Regions from separate parts of the Zea mays genome. Here region 2 is linked to region 1. A link is a contact called in public Hi-C data. All regions are on one chromosome and are shown on one strand. The core of a region is the stretch at or near the end of the contact, and the rest is flanking DNA. Distances in the headings are between cores, read along the strand shown.

Evidence for each region. Hi-C and Micro-C count contacts between places; a contact is called where the count stands out from the background.
Region 2: a contact with region 1 is called in a Hi-C map of tassel, with 2.3 times the contacts expected there. The contact joins the promoter of LOC100277720 here to the promoter of LOC100273976 in region 1. A contact is called at or near these places in 2 of 25 Hi-C or Micro-C datasets (ear and tassel).

Annotation. Positions count from the first base shown.
Region 1 is chr2:23,470,774-23,474,857 of Zm-B73-REFERENCE-NAM-5.0, forward strand. It overlaps LOC100273976, which reads left to right and starts at 2,488. Exons shown (of 10, transcript NM_001148362.1): 1 at 2,488-2,646; 2 at 3,701-3,814; 3 at 3,890-3,959; 4 at 4,073-4,084. The coding sequence starts at 2,593.
Region 2 is chr2:23,631,064-23,634,923 of Zm-B73-REFERENCE-NAM-5.0, forward strand. It overlaps LOC100277720, which reads right to left and starts at 1,449. Exons shown (of 2, transcript NM_001151216.2): 1 at 826-1,449; 2 at 263-616. The coding sequence starts at 1,281. The coding sequence ends at 440. LOC103646142 reads right to left here and starts at 2,864. Exons shown (of 3, transcript XM_020548212.1): 1 at 2,595-2,864; 2 at 2,251-2,371; 3 at 1,614-2,064. The coding sequence starts at 2,782. The coding sequence ends at 1,993. LOC100502247 reads left to right here. Exons shown (of 6, transcript NM_001196724.1): 6 at 1-121. The coding sequence ends at 37.

The DNA.
Region 1 (4,084 bases), core at 1,238-3,737:
GCGGGTGATTTGTTCGTAGCACGAACGGTGGGCGCCAAATGTTGGTACTCGCTCCTCTGAGCAAGTAGATCCAACGGGAGAGTGGAGAGAGCGTTTGTAAAGTTCAACGGGGAATGGCAATAGCTCTGTTAATCTGCCCCCTCAAGGGTACTGTACGTGGGTATTTATAGGTACCCGAGTGCCTACCGTCCTCAGGCAAGGACGTTTATGCCCTCGGGAACCCAGAGTATCTTCAGAATATTCCCCCAAGGGGAGGTTATAGACCGTCATTACAGAAAAGACTATTACAGATGATGCCCATAACACGCTTATCCCTGCGGGACCCGTTACAGTGGGCCGAATCCCACTTGAGCTTCCGGACACGATGAGGACGTGAGGCTAAGACATCGTCGGAGTCTTGCCTTCGTCTTGCAATGGAGAAGAGCGAAGGGCTGCCGCGGAGTCCAGTCCCGAAGTCCTCATCAGACCGGCGTCCTTGGCATCATTGGTGAAGCGAGGCGACGAAGGCATCGAGCGAAGGGTAGTGTCTTCTCTTTCGCCCCAACATTGTGATCTTGGTCTTGTGTGACGTACTTGAGCTGAGACACTCCCTTATAAAGTTATGAAAATGTGGTTAGGTATCCATCACTAATTTATCGAGAACCAAATTTAATGTTGCATGTGAAATGTATCGGAGGCGCCATCTTGGAATCATCATCATCTTCACCACTATCATCGACATCGCTAGCACCCCCACCCCACCATCAGCAGAAGATGTCGCTGAACTGCTATCGGCAGACTCTTGATATAGTGGCATTTTATCACCACTTTCGGTCTTATCATCGCTTGCCACCATTTTTTGTCCTATTTTCTCACTTTTGGTAACACGAACTGCACCTTTCGCTTACCCATGTGAGTGTCTCCCACGTTCTTCGGAGTCCATTCAATATTTTTTTCTCTTGAAGTGCCTTGAGCCACGATGCTTGATGGTAATGAGGTGTCACTCTCGGTGTCCTCGTCCAACACCGGATCCGCATTTGAGTGACTCATTTTCATCCAACAGTGAATCAGATTGTTTGTGTCATACAAGGAAAGTTCCATCAACTGCTGAAAAGGATCCTCGTCCCCTTACCCACTTGATTAATTGACTCCGAAGTTGTCTAATTGGTTAAAAAGGATGTTTGAAACTCCTATAGATAATAGTTAGCTAGATATTAATTTATTAGTTGAGTTAGTTAACGAACTAATTGCTATTTATAAGTTAGCTAATAATTAACCGGATATTAGCTAGGATGTTTGGAATCTCTATAGTTAATTTAGTAGCTAACTAAACTTTAAAGGGTTGCAAACATAGCTTTATTATATTGCTATGTCTTTGCCACACGTTAAACTTTACCCCCTCCTAAACTTCCGTCCTGAATCCACCCCGTCGTAAAACCAAACACACTCTAGAAGTGAGAAGTGTAGAACTGTAGATATCTCAACGACACATAACACAAGTACACAACTCGTCCGTCGGCCCCGGCCGCACCGCTGCCCACCCTCCTCGAGTCCTGCTCCTGCAGCCTGTTAGCACGGACAAACCACTTGTTAGAGCATCTCCAACAACAAACCCTAAAATAGAGTCCTAAAATTTGAAAAAGGACCATATTTAGAATGTTTAGGGTCTCAAAAGAAATGTTTACTCCAATAGTCATGCCTTAAATAATGCTATTTAGGAAATAAATCATAATATTAGGAAATAAATGGTTGGAGATTAAGTGGAAATGAGGATAGGGCTCCACTATATGGGTACTATATTTAGGACCCGAGAGACCGGGCCCTATAACCATTTGATGAAATTTTATAAAATAGGGCCGCTGTTGGAAGGATGTTTTATGGTTTTGAGCCCTATATTTAGGGCCTGTTTGTTTACCCCCAGATTATATAATCTGGATTAAATAATCCTAAAAGGCAAACAAACAGTCTAGCTTATTTGCCCAGATTATATAATCTAACCCCTTGGATTATAATAATCCATAAGCAAGTGAGGAGGTGCTTATTTCAGATTATTTTTTTCCCACTTCCCCACTACCCTTTCAAGTTTTCTAGAAATTACCTACCATTGCCATTATAATCTACCGAATCGTTTTTGCGCCTATCGGATCGGAGAAGCCCGCCGCCCAACAGAAACACGCCAGATAATCTGGATAAACAAACAGGACTACTCAGATTATATAATCCAAATTATATAATTCAGATTATATAATCCTCCAAAAATAATCCAGATTATATAATACATTGGGGTAAACAAACAGGCCCTTAAAATAGGACCATGTTTAGAGCCTCTCTTGGAGATGCTCTTAGAATGCGCTGCTTTTTGTCCCGGGCCGATGGGGCGACCGAGCGAGCGAGAACGCGGTTTCATCACAGGGGTCTGGTGGCTGGGTGGCTGGGTGTGAAAGGGCCGTGCGGGAAGCTAACCACCGCGAAAGCGCCTCTGGGGGAGTCAGACGAACGAAGCAATCCAACCGAACGAACCGACCTAGGTCGTCGTCGGCTCGTCCCCTCCGCAGGACCGGTTCGCCGTCTCGTCCCGATCTCGCCGCCTGCCCGCCGCGCCCTATTACCGCCATGGAGGCGCTGTGGAAGCAGGCCTCCAGGCTCAAGGACCAGGTCTCTCGGCAGGTCAGTCGCGCGCTTATCCGCCTCTCGCAAATCGCGATCCATCTAAGCACCCGTAAGCGTAAGCGTGGACAGGGATTGCCGTGGGCTCTGAATCTCTGATGAGCTGTGTCGCCTGGACCTGGAGGGGGAGTTTATGCTAGCACGCTTGATGTTTTTTCCCGGTTTCTGATTTCTGATGCCAAATTGCCTGCGTAGGATCTAGCTATAGCCGCTTCATATTTTTTTTCAAGTTATTTAACTTATGTTGGTCCTGAGAAGCGGGCGCCGAGTTGCAGTTTCGAGAGACACGAGGCTGTGATCGAATTGGCTGGCTGACTTATATTTCTCTTTGTTGGAAGTGTCGTTCATGATTTCCTTCATTCCTTGTCGAAATAAAAAGGACCTTGAACTTTACCTGCCAATCCATGTGCATCGTTGTCGAAATAAAAAGCAGCCTCAACTTGATCAGCTGCACTTTTCTGTTCAGCTGTTCCTTTGCATTTGCCGTTAACAAACTCGAAATGGTAGATCGAATCAGGGAGTTGCATTGTCTTGGGAACGCCCAAGTTAAACCTAATAGGACGTTACAAAAGCATATACAGGCCGGTTAAAAAATCCAACATGAACAGTAATTGGGAACAATCAGATGTCCATCATGTTATATTTGGGCATGTAGATTTAGGCTTTAGTATGATATAAGATCAGCTGGGTAAGCTGATTTTGGGATTCTCAGCTGGATATCTGAATGTGACACTGAACTGCAATGCCTTTTTTTTTGCATTTTGCAGAATTTGCTGTACATTCGCGTGTCTGCCTTGAATTACATATATAACGCTTAAAATAGAGATTCATGCCTTGAAGCTGTTTGCTTATTTTTTCCATGTTACTATGGTTCACCATACTCTTAGTGATCACCTATTTATGCCACATGTAACATTTGCTTCATTCTTTATCTTACTGATTTGGTTGCACCAAATTAGCATATGAATTTACCCATTTAAGTATATCCAAGAGTCTTACCTTTTTTTAACTCGTTACAAGTAATATAACTTTATATTTAACGACACCACTGCAGGGTGTGTTCAAGCAGTTTGGCTACGGGAATTCTGATAATGCGTTTACAGATGAGTCAGAGGTTAAACTGCATCAGAGATTGGAAAAGCTTTACTTATCGACTCGTGCTGCTAAAGTATGAACAAGGCATATTTCTTGTCTCCTTTTCTCTTTACCTTCTAATCTGATTAAACATTGGCATCCTTGCTAGCATTTTCAAAGGGACATTGTTCGGGGCGTGGAGGGCTATATAGTCACAGGATCTAAACAAGTCGAAATAGGTAGTTCATTCATACTATCTATCAGTTATGGAGTTTTTTTAGCAGAACTTGTCAGTTATATTGTTATCTGAGTAAAACTGATCTTAACTGCTAAGGTGTGCAATCTGTATTAGGGAATAAATTGT
Region 2 (3,860 bases), core at 199-2,698, 160 kb after region 1:
ATTTAAAAAGTACCGAGTTGTCATGGAATGTTTGTAGAGGGTTTACCCATACTAGCCATTACTCCATCCAGTTCAGAAAGTCGTTTGGTAAGTTAGCGCGGTCGTCTCTGTGCAACTCTCTGACCTCATGTGGTATTCGGTGATACGTATCTATTAGCAGAAACTATGGTATTGTGTACTGTAACCCAATTCGAGTGCCCTAGAAACAGAAGGGGTATCTAAACTCGAGCAAACCCTTATTTTGCCCAGACTCTCGTTATGTGGTTATTACTGTGCAGGGGTGACAAAATTCTGCCAACAGAATCGGTGTATGGCTTTGCATCTGCGTAATATGAATTCTGGAATGCTCTGGATCGTATCTGGGACTGCAGAGTATACATCTTGCTCGGTAATCGAATGGAGAGAAACCATTCTTTTAAGGGCGTTGGATAAGTACATTCTATATCTTTTCTGGTATCTGGTTGCTGTTGAACTTGATGCGAGGCTTGCCCATGCTGAAATTGAGGACTCTGGACCTCATGTTGTACTTGATCACCCCGTCGTACAGCAGTTTGCGGATGTAGTGCTCAAGGTCTGACCCGATCAACCGAAGTGTGTACTCCGACAGCTCAGCCCCCTGTTTCAAAGCAGAAACGAGCTCAGCTATCCTCTTACCGATCACTTCTTTTGCCAAGACCGTATGTTTTATTTTTTTGGCAGGAGTGGCTCTAAAGTAGATGAAAAGGGGGGAAATGACCGTACGAATTTCAGACAACAAGAGATTCAATTCAAATTTTTTTTATCTACTATCGGAGCTGTTGGAGTGGGAGCAACTACAGAGGTTACCTCGTAGTGATCGACGAGGTCCTGGAACTCGTTGAAGACCATCTGGCAGGCCTCGTCGGTCCAGGCGAACTCGTCCTGGGGGTCGAGCATGAGCGTCAGCTTGTCCATCTGCGTCTGGTCGAACGCGTTGGTCACCGGGTCGATGTACGCAGCGTAGATGCGGACGTGCCGCGTGGTGCTGCTCAGCCACTGCCCGCCGTACTCGCGGCTCATGTTCTTGCTCTCCGCCAAAGGCTGCCGCGGCAGGGACTGCGCGTCCCCCTTCCTCGCCTGCTTCTCCGCGTCCTGTGGCGGCGGCACGCTCGCCACCTCGGCCTCCTCCTCCTTCACCTGCTGCTCTTGCTGCGCTCGCGCCGGAGGGACCCTGACGCTGATACGTCCCGCCGTTTTGGGGCTAGCGAACCGACGCCCCTGCAGCGGCAGCTTGGCCGGGGGTAGAAACGCCGTGGTCGCCATGTTTGTGGTGGCCTCTCGCCTGCTTCTTCGCCTGTGCTTTGGCTAGTGCTGGATTTTTGTCGTTCCGCGCGTGCAGCAGCTTAGCCACAAGCGGAGAGCGTGGCTTGTGTCGCGTACTTTTTTGTGTGTGTGGATAAGGGCCGTTTCTGCCACTGACTTCGGTTTCGGTTTGCACTTTTGCACAGCGCACCATTGGGCCAAGCAGGCTTCCAGACTCATTGGGCTCTGAACGCTGGTGCGGCGGTTGCCTTGCGATTTCGGGGTACGCGGTTTGTCGTCAGTCTCGCACAGAGTACTGAAGAGCACCAGCTTTCATCGCCATTGCACAAGCATTACGCACAACACTACGTAAATTCAGCTTGGAAGACGCCTAACCCGGCAATCTCCGAACCTGTACATACACATTACACTACGTACGGACACTTGCAACATATGTACAATAGCGTGCAGAACTGCCTGTTATTACAGTATTGTTACAGCTCACAAATCTAATCACACGAATCAAATAATCGTGCTAAGCAACCAATGAGCAAGCACCACGAACTAGCCATGCAAGTTCGTTTCCACCGGCAGCAGCAGCGTATTTGGAAGAAGGCCGGTGCTGCCTGCATCTGCGAGGGGTATCACGGGGAGCTTCTCGCAGTCGCAGACCTCGACCACATTGCCGTCTGGGTCGCGGAAGAAGAGCTGCTCCACCACCGTCTCGCCGTCTCACACCCGCGCCGCCACGAACTCCAGCTCCATGTCACCCAGCCTCGTCTTCATGAGCCCCATGTCCGTGCACTGCACGCCATTGCCAAACGAGCACACCCGATCAGCGGGTGCTTACTGGTTACTGCTACTACTAAGTACTCGTACTAACTAAGCAGGTCAACTCTGCGCGAGAGCAAGGATCCTCTCTGCTTGGATTGGACTAAATTTGGCTGCCTATCCAGTTTCTTAATTCTGCGAGAGCGCTCTGGTGGTCACCTGAAAGGAAATGTGGTTGCCCTTGGGGTTGATCGCCGGCGGTCTTGCAGCTGCCGGAGCGTTGGGCGACGAATCCGAGCCGCGCTGCAGTAGATATATCCCCATGCCGTACCTGTGCATCCTGGAAAGCACGCAACGAGTTGACCTCACCTTGGCGAAAATAATAATAATAATAATAATAATAATAATAATAATAATAATAATAATAATAATAATAATAATAATAATAATAATAATAATAATAATAATAATAATAATAATAATAATAATAATAATAAATCGATGGACAAGAAACAGGCACTAGCTAGGCAGTGGTATATATGTAGTGCGAAATGGCTGCTCACCATGCTCCTCCGAAGTCGAGGGACGCCGGGCGTTTGACGAGCTCGAAGCCAAGCACGCGCTGGTAGAAGCCGACCGATGCTTCCACGGACTCGCACTGGAACGAGACGTGGTTCAGGCGGACGAGGGGGAGGGCGGGAGCAGGGCCATGCGCGTCATAGCTGCGCGCATCCTTCTCGTGGAAATCCATAGAGGTTTTGCGGCGGAGAGTCAACGCAGCCGTGTTTTGTCGGAAAACAAGGTTTGATCGGTGAAACAACGACACTTCTCGTCCAGGCCAAGAGGCAGAAAGGTCATGTATATATAGCTAGGGTCCCGTGGCCACCAGCCCACCATGACGGGAAACAAACAAGCTAGTCTGGCAAGAAATGGTGGCTCTGAGCAAATTCAGGAATGACTTTGACGTCCACGAACACGTAGGATTGATACCAATCCCTTTACTCGTTCACCGACCTGCATATTGCTGACTTCTTGCTTCGTCATTCGTTTGCCTGATCCACAGATCTGAATTTGTCAATGCCTTGCTGCTTCCAAAAAAGCTCTTATTTGCTGGGAAGCAGTATTTGTTTTTTTTTTAATCAGAAGAAGGCACTGCGCAGTACTCCTACGTCAATAGCCTCTAGAAATAGGTGGTGTTTGGTTTGTAAACACGCCAACGCAAATGGAGTGCATCCCGACGCTAACGGTTGCATCGTAACGGAAAGCAAGGTTTATTTGTTTGATTGCATCGTAACGGGTGTATTCGACCCCGCTGGGGAGTGGGCTTATATCGTGGTTGTGCATATCCATATCTGATTATGTCGCTAACGATTCCGTCTGAGTCGAACCAAACATGCAGGAACAGGATCTCTGCTCACGCTATGAAGCTATCACGGAAGAAAATCGCCGAACCAAACAGCACCTAATGGCAACCTGTTCTATTACATATTGATGTTCCCTGCACTCGATTTAAGGATTGGCATGCCGACTGGACTAATTTTCGTCTCAGCTATGGTACGCGTTTCTGCCACCAAGTAAGAATCGGACTCTATTTTTATTTATCTTTAACTAAAAATAATCTAGAGTTTTAATAAATTATGAAGAAATATTTGAATAGCGATCCATCATCACCCCTACTTCTATTCTCACATAATTCCTTTTCATAACGGTGCTAAGATAAAAAAAAAATCTTACTACTACTAATGAGTCTTCACGTAAATTCTCATATGCGCCTTAGGAAAAATGTAAATCATCATAAATTCACGTAATAATCAGGAATTTCTAATTAT